Linked DNA regions of Oryctolagus cuniculus: region 1 is linked to region 2. The links are chromatin contacts, called in public Micro-C maps. All regions are on one chromosome and are shown on one strand. Each heading gives the region's core, a stretch centred on a gene start, on an enhancer-like site or on the middle of the called end of the contact. The rest is flanking DNA. Distances are from core to core; before and after follow the strand shown. Region 1 holds the start of ATP8B2 (ATPase phospholipid transporting 8B2). Region 2 overlaps IL6R (interleukin 6 receptor).

What was found. A called contact is a pair of places that touch in the nucleus more often than the background predicts.
Region 1: a Micro-C map of ear pinna shows a contact between it and region 2, with 2.8 times the contacts expected there. The contact joins the promoter of ATP8B2 here to the enhancer-like site in region 2. A contact is called at or near these places in 2 of 6 Hi-C or Micro-C datasets (ear pinna and an unstated tissue).

The regions. Positions count from the first base shown.
Region 1 is chr7:44,099,980-44,105,641 of mOryCun1.1, forward strand. It overlaps ATP8B2 (ATPase phospholipid transporting 8B2), which reads right to left and starts at 3,130. Exons shown (of 29, transcript XM_051858641.2): 1 at 2,948-3,130; 2 at 716-783. The coding sequence starts at 746. AQP10 (aquaporin 10) reads right to left here. Exons shown (of 6, transcript XM_008264381.4): 3 at 5,417-5,554; 4 at 5,195-5,313; 5 at 4,752-4,969; 6 at 3,318-4,327. The coding sequence ends at 4,150.
Region 2 is chr7:44,000,838-44,006,559 of mOryCun1.1, forward strand. It overlaps IL6R (interleukin 6 receptor), which reads right to left. Exons shown (of 10, transcript XM_051858640.2): 9 at 5,241-5,331; 10 at 1-826. The coding sequence ends at 580. Among named protein-coding and RNA genes, the nearest start is that of SHE, 34 kb to the left of the region's middle. Within about 2 kb of position 3,939, at least 2 of the 8 cell types and tissues checked have an H3K27ac peak or open chromatin away from gene starts, as enhancers often do. A contact at or near this core is called in ear pinna, where this site is marked.

The DNA of each region.
Region 1 (5,662 bases), core at 1,880-4,379, 98 kb after region 2:
GCCCCCGGGGAGGCGCAGGAGCTGTGGCCGCTCAGAGGGGAGCCCCGGCCATCGGGCACGCGCGCCACACGCAGTCCAGGCCATCGTCTCGGCCGCCCGCGCTGGGGGACGCCGAGAGCAGAGCCGCGCCGCGGCCGCCGCCGCGGATGCCGCCCCCACGCCCCCCGCGGAGGCCAGCGCGCGCTGAGTGGCCGCGCCGCGGTGCGCACGCCCCAGGCTCCGCCCCCGCCCGCTCCCGGGCTGCAGGGCAGCCGCCCGCCAGCGCGCCGCGTAGGCGAAAGGCAGCGCGCGAGCCCCGCCTCCCCCTCCCCCAGCCCCCTCCAGCCCGGCCACTGCGGGCGAGCGAGCTGCTAGCGTAGTCCGGGACGACCGCTGTCCTCCCTTCGACCCCGCCCGCAGGAAAACCAGGAGGACCAGAGGGGACCGGGGAAGCGAGAGGATGGAGGGGAGCCAAGCACACAGCTCCCCAGGTCAGGAAGTGGGAGCTGCAGGTGCCCCGAGATAGAAGTATAGGTATTTCCGGGTGGGGGGGCTGGGGTGAGATCCCAGGTCAGGGATCCAGTTTAAGAATTCCGTTTCCTAGGCTCCCCCAAGATGGGTTTCAATGTCTCTGTCTTCGGACCCTTACCACTGGTCCCTCTTTCCTTTCCCTGAGCCACATTGACCAACACCCACTTCTGATGGTCTCGGGGATTCCCTTCCTTGCCTGTCTTACCTGGGGGGCGCTTTTTTGCACACAGTGCCATCTCACCCAGCAAGGTCCCAGCAGTCCCATGGGAGACCCTGCAGGAAGGTGACAGATGCGAGAGGTCAAGAAGCTGAAGGTAACCCTCCATTCCCTGCAGCAGGCTCCTTCCGAAAGCCCTCTCCAGCTCTGCCCCCGCCCCTCCCGGACCAGCACCTGTCCTCTTCCAGGCCCTGATGGGTCCAAGAGAGAAGAGGGGCCTACGGCACCACCTTCCCTCATGCCTCTGCCTCAGATGCCATAAGGCAGAAGCCAAGGCTAGGGTGGGGGGCAGAGAGAAGGGGCTAGCCGTTGTCAGCAGGGCTCAAGGTATCCGTCCCAGGGGTGACGGGTGCTCTCACGTGCCCTCCTGGTGGCAGAGTTGTGGCTGTGCTTATTAGAAAGCACAGTTTCCCCCAAAGGGTGGGGTGGAGGGAACATCAGCCAGGAAACACCTGGCAGTACATCAGGAAACAGGGTGGGCAGGCTCCTCCCTTCTCAAAATGCTTACAATCCCCCCACCCCCACCCCCACCCTGGGGCTTCCATTCTCACCTCCGGCAAGGGAGCTCACATTGTGAGCGCAGCCTTCACTTCCTGCCAGCCTGTCCCCAAATGGCTTCCTCTCATTCTGGGCCAGCCCTGGCAGGGAGTCCCCCTCCTCTCTCCCACCTCAAGCCCAGTCCAGGCAGTATGGCCCGGGTGCGCACGGGGGCAGCATCACTTAGGCAGGCTCTGCTCCCTTCCACCTTCCTATGTACTCTTTCCTCTAAAGAGCTGTAAGGCCTGGCCTACAAGGCAGGGTCACAGAGCCTCAACCCTGCCCAAAGGAAACTGCCAGCCAGTCACCTCCTTTCTTTTAGTGGAAGGCGGTCTCTGCCCCCCCCCCCCACCTTGGTTCTGTCTCCAGTCTACAGGGCGCACCCCACCAGCCGGCCAGCCCCAAGATACTAATTGCCTGTCTGCCCAGCCTCTGTAATTACAGACTCTGGCCACGGCCCAGTCACCCACACCAGTTCTCCTTTCCCCAGCGCAGGCAGCACCGAAAAGCCAGAAGTCCTTTCCAGTGTGGCCCTTCCCCGGTGACGGCCGGCAAGGTGTCAGGCTCAGGAAGAAAATCCCTCACCCACATTTTGTTGAAAGATGCCAAGCTCTCCTCCAGGGCCCCCGGCCAGGGTCTCCACCCAGTCTGCAGTCTGAGTCATGGGAGGGTGGGGTGCAGAGGGAGGAGTTCAAGGAGAGGATGCAGGGGTAGGCATCACAAGTCACCCCATCCCACCAGGGGGAGGGGGGCCCCAAGCCACACTCGGACCTGGGAGGCCTGGGTCTGAGTTCGAGGAAAGAGCTGACAGCAGGAGTCTGGAGTCTGGACACCGACCAGGAAAGTTGTTTCACCTCTAAGACCCCGGGGGAAGAGGAGAGCAGGCTTGCCCCAGACCTCCACCCCCCCCCCCGGGGGGGGCGGCAGTGACAGGAAGGGAAAGGGAGGGGGAGACCTGGCAACCAGGACCCCCTCTGTCTCCTTCGCAGTCTCCTCCAGCCTGGGTTTTCTGAACCAGTCAAGCCCATCGGCCACGTCGCCCTGCCTGGCCATCCTGCCCCAGCCCCAGCCCCCTCTGCAGCCACATCTAGGATAAAAATAGCCAGTCCCGGGAAGAGGCAGTGCTCCATGGAGGACAGCAGCTCCTCCCCTAGGTCTGGCCCCTTCTCCTTTCCAACCAAGACTTCTTCCTTCAGCGGAGGCTGGCCGGTCAGGGATACAGGAGGACATGGAATCCAAGGCGCAAGCAACCAACACCATCCCAGGCTACCTTCGCCGGCCATGGGCAGAACCCAAGACTCCACAGCGCGGAGCTGCCAAAGCTCCTGGTCCCCCCTGGTTTTCCTCTGGCACAGCGCCTGCCTGCCCCACGCTCCCTCCTGCGGGCTCCCGGCCCCCGGGGACCCGGACTCCCGCTCTCACGCACACAATCCCCCAGGCGGCCACCCCTCCGTCCCTGCTGCAGAAACCTCGCCTCGGCTCTCCACGCGCCCCGCGGGCACCCTCTCCGCCCACCCTGCCCACAGCCTCCCGGCTCCCCCAGACACCCCCCTTTCCTTCGTCGCCCACTGCCCGCCGCGGATCCCCGCAGCTCCCGATACCAGGGTCTCTCCGGCCCGCGGCCGCATCTCCCGGCCCCGCTCCCCGGCTGCCCCCGCCTCGCCTCCCCTCGCCTCGCCTCACCTCAGCGCTCGGCGCTCGGCGCCCGCCCCGGCGGCCCCGTCCTGCCCATGCCGGGGGCTGGGACGGGGGGCGCTCGACTCGGCTCCCCGCGGGCTCCCGCCCCCCCCAGCTGCGGCCCCGCTCCCCCCGGGGCCTCGGCCCGCTACTTTGTGTCAGTTTCGGCCACGGCGGGGCGGAAGTGACGGAAGTGGCAGCAGAGGGCGGGGGGCGGGAGGGGGTTTCGGGGAGGGCCGAGAGGAGGGGAGGCGGCGGCCGCCATGTTTGTGCGGGGCAGGGGGAGGGTCTTCACCGGCCCGCGGGGAGCTCCAGGGCCGGGAACCCAGCCCTCGCATCCTCCCCGCGGCTGAAACAAACGATTCTCGAGGCCAGGTAGCGCCGAGGTGTTCTGTTTAATTCGGAGGGAAGGGACTGGGAGAACGCCGCCTTCCCTGCGGAAAGCACGTTCCCGGGAGGGGGGGCGTGAGGGCTGGGGACGCGGTGAACGACGAGGCTTTTCCTCCACGCCGGTTTCCCCTCGCTCCCGGAATCACGCCCCTAGGGGCCACCGCCCACTCCCTTCGCCTTCTCTCCTCGCCCTGGATCGCCTCACTGGACTGCACCCCCTCCCTGAACGACACGGCCCCGATTGTCCAGCTGTCGAGTTGTGCCTCAGTTTCTCTGCCCGTCTCCGAGGGCTCGAGGGCTCGAGGGCTGTGCTCGGCCCGCACCACGCCCCTTGGGTGGAGGCAGTGCCTCACCCTCGGCTACCTTTGCGGGCGGCCCAGCGTAAGGGAGGCGCCCCCGTGAGGGTGACGGCGGGCGGCGCCGAGGTTCCGAGAGCTGGGAGGTGCAGTCGGGCCCAGGCTTTGGAGGGAAGTGCCCAGGGTTCGGGCCCGCGCTAGGTGATCGGGCCCTGGCGCCCCGTGGGGTCCCCCAGGCTGGCACCCCGGGCGCGCGCCCCCTGGCGGCTGCTGGGCGCTCCTGCGTTCCTAGAGGCCCTGAGGGTCAGAATACCCTTCGTGGGGCCAGGGGTGAGGGGCGTGAGTTCCTGACCCTCGTCTGCCTGCAGTCCGCCCGTGTCTGGCATCTTTCCCGGTTGAGGAGGAAGGGCTGCCCGGATGGGTACACAGAGAATCTGGCATAAAGAAGAGTGGCCGTGTGGCTGGCAGGCAAGTTGGGTGGCTGTCCCCAGTGGCCTTCCAGGTAGGCGAGGGCTGTCATGGTCACAGCTTACACTCCAGCGTCTGGACCGAGTGAGTCTGTAGGGCAGGCTTCGCCTCCTGGGCTGGCTCTGAGTCCTCCGGGTGGTGCAGAGACACCAGCAAGTGGTACACAGCCGTGCCGAGGACGGCCCCCACCATAGGGGCCACCACGGGCACCCACCACCAGCCGTTGCCAGCACTGCCAGCAAAAGACAAAAGGGAGATATAAGGGGTGGCTCCCTTAGCCCCTCTCCCCAAGGACAGCAACTAGCAGTGGTAGTTCTGGGGGAGGGACACCGGGAAGAGAATCTCTTAACACTAAAGCATAGCACTTAGGGAGGGAACCCCAGGAGGGCTTGGTCCAGCCTCTCGCCATAGGGAGTTCTTGACTATACGCAATTTGCTGATGACGTCACTAGTGCCCCGAAAGATAATATGACGGGCCCAAGAACACAACCTCTGGATCTTAGCATTCTGTTGCAAAGGGCAGAAAGGGGTCTCTAAAGAGGGGTGTGGGCTTGCAGAAGGGATACTGTGCTAAGAGGAGAGAGCTGGGCACCAGGGCCAGAGCCATTAGCAGAGGGAGGGCAGTGGAGCACAGCACCAGGAGCTGCTTCTCTCACCTGAATACTTCAGGGCCCCAGCCAGCCACATAGGTGAAGAGCCGTGGGCCCAGGTCCCGTGCAGGGTTGAGTGGGTACCCACAGTTGGCACCCAAGGATAAGCCAATGCTCAGGATCAGAAGCCCCACTACCACTGGCTCGAGACCGGCAGGCACGCCCTTGTTCCGTCTGTCCAGGATGGCCAAGAGCCCCACAATCAGAACGCTGGTGCCCAGAACCTTGGAGTTGATGGAAGTAAAGGGATCTATGTCATCCGGCTTCATCCAACCTAGGCAGCTGGGACTGGGGGTGGGAGGAGGGGGAGCGGGGCAGGTGCCAAGACAACTGTCACCCCACATCCCACCCAGAGCCTGGACAGTAGGCTGGGGTCCCAAGGGACAGGACAAAGGTCTCCCCTAGACGGTAGTAGCCTGGGATCCCAAAGGTCTCTGCCTCACACCCACCTGGTCCCAGAAGCCGTTGCTCAGGGACAGATAAGAGGCAGGATAGGTGGTGAAGATGGAGGCCGTCTCCCTGGGACCAGTCACTGTGAGGTTCCCACCTGTATAGTTCTGCAGGGCATCTTCAGGGAAGACGAACAGCCAGGCTTCCACCTTTGCTCACCCAAACCCTCCCGAGGCACCCCCGCCCACACACAGGTGCCCCGCCCCTGCCCCCTCTGTTACCGTAGTAGACGGAGTAGGTAACTCCCGAGGCACAGAAAGCAGACAGCAGCTGCACAAAGATATAAATGGGGAGCTTGGCCCAGGGGAAGCGTCCCAGGAGGCACATGGACAGGGAGAAGGCCGGATTCAGGTGGGCCCCTTGAAGGAACAAGAAAGAAAACCAGCGTCCATTAAGTGGCGCTGCCATGCCGCTGCTGCTTCCCACAACACTCAAGGCACACAATGTTATTTCCATCGTAGAGCTTC
Region 2 (5,722 bases), core at 2,689-5,188:
CATTGAGCAGAAACTCTGTCTTTCCCTTTAAAAAGCAGGAGGCCCTGAGATAGTTCTGGCCACCCCCACGCCCCTGCCCGCTGTTTGTCAAGTGCAGGGGAGAAAGAGCGGAGAGAAGGTCTTCTCCCAGTTGGGGAGGCCTAAGGAAAAGCTGTCCTTGCACCGCAAAGGTTTGTGGGCTTCAAGAACTTGAGCCGGGAGCCCCGAGGCTGAGAGAGGGAACTCTGGCCACAGGTCCATCTCCGTTAGTCCAACAGCAGAGATGTGCTGGGCGCCGGGGGTGGGGGACAGCCCCTCCCTGCCCAGTGTCCAAGACAGGCTGTCTCCAGCGTGGCCCGAGCTCGCCCCAGCCCCTCACCGTGCAGCAAGGCGTTTGGAAAAGATGGCGTGCAAACTCCGCCAGCTCTTCCTGCTCAGCAGATGTGGTAAGTGGATGCTCGCCAGTGCAGCGCCTTGGGCAGGCAACTCTGTAATGTGGAGCCCCTGAGACGGGCCAGACGGGCCGGACGGGCCGGACGGGTTGGACAGCAGGCCAGGGGGGCAGGGGCTGTGCTCCATCACCTCGGGCACCCCCCACAGCTATCTGGGGAAGAAGTATTCTTTGTTGCTGACATCATAAGGGCTCCGCGGGCAGCCGGCGTCTGGGTGGCTGGGACCCGGGGCGTTGTCAGAGCCGAGGCTGCTGGGGGACACGGGTGGGGAGATGAGGGGCACCAGCACGGTGATGGGCCTGGGCCTCTCGGGAACAAGCTGGCCCAGCGCGTAGGGCGGGTGCACCCCCGCCTTGCCTTCCTTCAGAGCTCGCAGCTTCCACATCTTCCTGAACCTTCAACACAGACACAAGAAGACAAACCATGAGGATGGTTAGTGCCCCGACTGGCGGCCCCAGGGGCCTGGCGCTCCAGGCTTGGGACCCAAGGGGTGACAACTGGTTACCCCATCAGCTGCTGTCACCAGGGATGCACTGAAGAGGTGGTGCCTCAAAAATACCCCCAAGAAAACAGGCGTGTGCAGTTGGTCTAACTTACAAATGGGGAAACTGAGGCACACCCAGGCTGTGAGTATCCCTTTATGGAACCCCAAAGTAACATGACAGGTCCTTGACTTGGCCTGTTCCAGAGGTGCTCACCAGGGACACAACATCAGCCCCAAGTTCATTTGCTTAAAAGTGGGGGTGCAGCGTTGTGGCTTAGCAGGTGAAGCCCCTGCCTGTGACCCCGGCATCCCATATAGGAGAGCCAGCCTGCATCCCGCCTGCTCCACTTCTGATCCAGCTCCCTGCTAATGCACCTGGGAAAGTAGGGCCCGAGTGCTTGGACCGCTGCACCCATGTGGGAGACCAGTGGAGTTCCAGCCTCCTGGCCCAGCCCTGGCTGTTGCAGCCTTCTGGGGAGTGAACCAGTAGATGGAGGAGTGAACCAGTGGATGGAGGAGTGAACCAGTGGATGGAGGAGCTTGCTCTGTCTCTCTGTCACTCTGCCTTTCAAATAATAATAATAAAAAAAAGGCGCTGCCTGTGATTTGTGATGGCCTCCCCGCAGCCCTCCTGTGCCCATCCTGCCCACACCCCTGCATCCACTGCCTGCACACGGTCAGTGCTCACAGGCCCAGCCGGGGGCACCCTCGGACACGGGCTGACTCATCTGACAGGAAAGCCCACGTTAAACAGGAAAGAGATAGACATCTCTCTGATCGGGCTGGGCCCAAAGCCAGCACTCGGTAACTGAGAAGTCACTTGACAGCTGAAAGGAAGGCGAGATCATGAGATGATACCAATCTTCAAAGGTACAGCCACAGCGCCTTCCCGAGGGGCCCGGGCCTCGCCTCCCCCACCTGCTCCCCCGACAGCAGGAGAAAGGTGCTCCTCTCGCTTCCCTCACCGGTCAGTGACTCCGGGAAGGGCCGTGAGGCACGAGGGGAAGCCGATGTCAAAAACAAGACTGGGGGACTTTCCTTGGATGTCTTTTTTATATCGGCAGGCTATTCCTGTCCTTGTTATGATCCATAATTGATAGCTGGCTCCAAATCTGCCATTGGCTCTTGGCCTGCTCTCCAAATGCAATAAACAATCTGTAGAACATTACTAAGGACTTGGCCACTAGGAAGAGGGCCCAGCAGGGGTGCTTACTGCAGCTCCGCGGCGTCCTTGACTGGATGCAGTTCTCCCTGGTGAAAGTGCCCATTGTACTCTGGGTGGCAAAATAATCAGACTCCCTGGTCCAGGAACCCCACCCCCGGAAATACACTCTAAAGAAACTACACAGCTATGGGGAAAAAAACTTTAGGCAAAAGATGTTCAACACAGGGTTGTTTATAAAAGCGAAACAATGCCCAAATGCTTCGTGGTGAGACGTTGGTTAAGTGAACTTGGGTAAACTCTACGGAACAGAGAAGTCTATAGCTGATGAAAGTGGTGTTTACGTATTGTGGAAAACTAGTATGTTCTAATGCTAAATTTAAAAGGGAGGATTCAGGGGCAAACATTGTGCTAAGCCTCCGACTGCAGTGCCAGCCTCCCATTTGGATGCTCTTTTGTGTCCTGGATGCTCCTCTTCTGATCCAGCTCTCTGCTAATGGCCTGGAAAAGCACTGGAGGATGACCCAAGTGCTTGGGCCCTGCACCCACACGGGAGACCAGGAAGAAGCTCCTGGCTCCTGGTCTGCTCAGCTCCAGCCATTGCAGCCATTTGGGGAGTGAACCAGTGGATGGAAGACCTTCCTCTCTGTCTCTCTCTCTGTCTGTAACCCTGCCTCTCAAATAAGTGAATCAGTGGATGATCTCTCTCTCTCTCTCTCTCTCTTTCTATTCTTCCTTTCAAATAGGATAAATAAATTTGAAATTTTTTTTTAAAGAATACTCTTTTAAAAACAGATAAAAAATTGTAAAATTATCACCAATATTGCTGGAAACATATTTAGGAAAGTACTATGCTTAGGGACCAGGTACCAGGGCCGCCAGGACGAACATGGCCGTGCATCTCCCGTTCTGCCTGTGTAACTGTGACCATCCCAGTGGCTGGGCGGCTCGGCTGTCTTGGCACCCTCAGATTCCCACAGTCTCTCTGACTTCATCCCCTCTTCTCGACAGAAGGGATTTGGGGAATAGAGAAGTTTTTCACCACTCGAAATGACTGGCCTCTTTCCAAATGCATTTGGCTTATATGGAAGCAAATGGAAACTCAGCAGGCTAGGAAATAAATTGCTGGCTGTTCTCAGCCCGGAGCACTGCCCTGCCTGTGCCTACAGGGACTCTGGTTGTTTAGCAACCAGCAGCGTTCAGGCATCATCCGCAGAACAGCAAACTAGATCTGCCGCCTACCTAATGCTTTTGTTAGTGATTAACAGACACCAAGAGGGCGCCAGCAGCTGCACCGGCCTCCAGTGGACGCCCTAGGCCAGGCTCTTGCCAGTCCTTGAGCAAGTCATTTTACCTTTTGGAGCTGCTTCCTCGTTTGCAAAACTAAAGAAGATGACGCCTGAGGCCCCACCCAAAGAGTGCGACCTGTGGGTTTGAGTCTTGGCCTTGGCCTTCCTGGCTGTAAAACTCCACCTCTTTCTCTTTACTAAATCACACTCTCCGCTGCGCAAGGTCTGTGGCAGCTTACGGAAAGGCCTGTTTGGGGGCCCTGGTCATGTAGAGCCAGAAGCAGTAGGCGGGGGCACCTGCCTGCCTTGAGGCCAGGAATCCCCCCAGTGTGGACAAGCCCCCCACCCTTCATTGGCCTGAGGGTAGAAAAGGCTTCACTCCCTCCCAGGACCCCCCTCCCCACCTCCTGCACACCCCTGGGTGTGGACCACTTCATTGAAATATCAAAGCCAGAACAGCCCTGAACACAAGCGGCCTGGCCCTCTTGCTAATCCTCCAACCCCAGACCACCCTTGGGAGTAGGAGAGCTCCCTGCCCAGTTCCTACTCCTCCCTCCCAAACACCCTCAAAGACCGAGCAGCAGGCAGGTGAGAGAAGGGAAGGAAGGGGCGTGGCTTCCCCTCCTGTCTCCTTACAGTTCACTCTGCCCGAGGCCCCGCCTGGCTGCTTCCAGGGCTTCAGCTTATGCAAACTTTCAGTTCCTGCAGGGAAACGGGACCTCTGGGGATCTGCAGTATTTCCTGGCCACTCGACTTCACTAGAGGCTGGCCCTTCTGGAGACAGCAAGCCCAGGAACACAGGGACCCCGGCCACCGTGAACCACGGCTGCAGGCAGCATGGGGACGGGCGCCCCCCGCGGGTCTGCTGGGATCTCTAGGTGGACATTCTTAGGGACATCTTGCATGGCAGGCACCCAGATCTGAGTGTGTGCGTGCTCTCCGTGCACTGCTTCTCAGGCAGTGTGGCCCGTGGAAGAGAGCACGGCCATCCTCGTGGTGCACCCCCCACTCCGGTCCTCACAGCACCACTCTCCCACCTCCCCCGCACAGCTTCCCACCGCTGGCTTCCCCTGGGGTCCCGTCATAGGCCCTCCCCCTACATGCCAGCGCCCCTCGGATTTGTCCCTTCGGCTGCCCATCCCGGCCTTGCTGCTGAGGCCAGGACCCCGATTCCTCCTCTCCTTCTTCCTCCTCCTCCACTTCGCCACCAAACCCAGCCAGTTCTACCTCTGGTCAGCCTTGAGTCTACTCCTGGTTCCCCATGCCTCCGCTACCATCCTAGCACAGGCTCCTGTCATCTCTGGCCCAGACACGGGGGCTCCCGGCGTCCCCTGTATTTTACGTCCCCTGTAACATGCAGCCTCAGAACCGCAGAGAATGATCTGGGAAGATGGCAGAGCTGGGCAAGGCCTCCTCAGAACCCTGCAACGGCCATTCTCTGCCCTCGAGACAGGCCCAGAGGCCTTTACCTCCCTTTCCAGGCCTCCCCGGTACTGCTACACCCACACTTATGCATACACACATGCACACACATATACACATATGCACACACACACAGGCATGCACAAACCCTCTCAACCATAGGACATACTGGGCTCCTCTTCCTCTGGTTCTCGACACACAAGTCGTCACCCCTCAGGGCCCAACTTCCTCATCATAAGACAGCATCTATCCTGTCCACTGTTGCCTCCCGCAGCACCCGCATGGCACTATGGCCCAACACTGGGTGCCGTGCATGTGTGCCTGGGCTCCTTTGTTGATGAGCGTATGAGCAGACAAATGGTCGCTCTGTGCATCTCTGGCGACTCCGTGGCGAAGCGAAGCTCAGCAGGAGGCCGGAAGACCCCACTGGCCATTCCCGGGACCCAACTCACCTCAGGACAACGCCAGCGCCGAGCAGCGCCCCGAACGCCAGGCTCCCTCCAGTCACCAGGAACGTGGACAGCGGGACTGGGGAGGAATCATCTTCTGAGAGGGAAAAAGAAGAATGAGCAGGAGGAGAAAAAGGGGTAGAAAAAGCAGAAGAAAACCACTCAGCAGGTGCCATCAAAGGCCCAGAGAGGAGCAAGTGCTGAGCCACAGCAGGCTAAGCAGCTGCTGGTGACGCCGGCGCCCCACGTCAGAGCTGGCTCCGCGCCTGCCGCTCCGCCCCGGATTCAGCTCGGCTAATGGCCTGGGAAGCAGCAGAAGATGCCCCCGGTGCTTGGACCCCTACACCCACGTGCGAGACCCAGATGAAACTCCTGGCTCCTGGTTTTGGCTGGCCCAGACTGGCTGTTGCAGATATTTGGGGAGTGAACCAGTGGATGGACAGTTCTAAGTGCATGTGTGTGTGTGTCTGATACTCTGCTTTTCA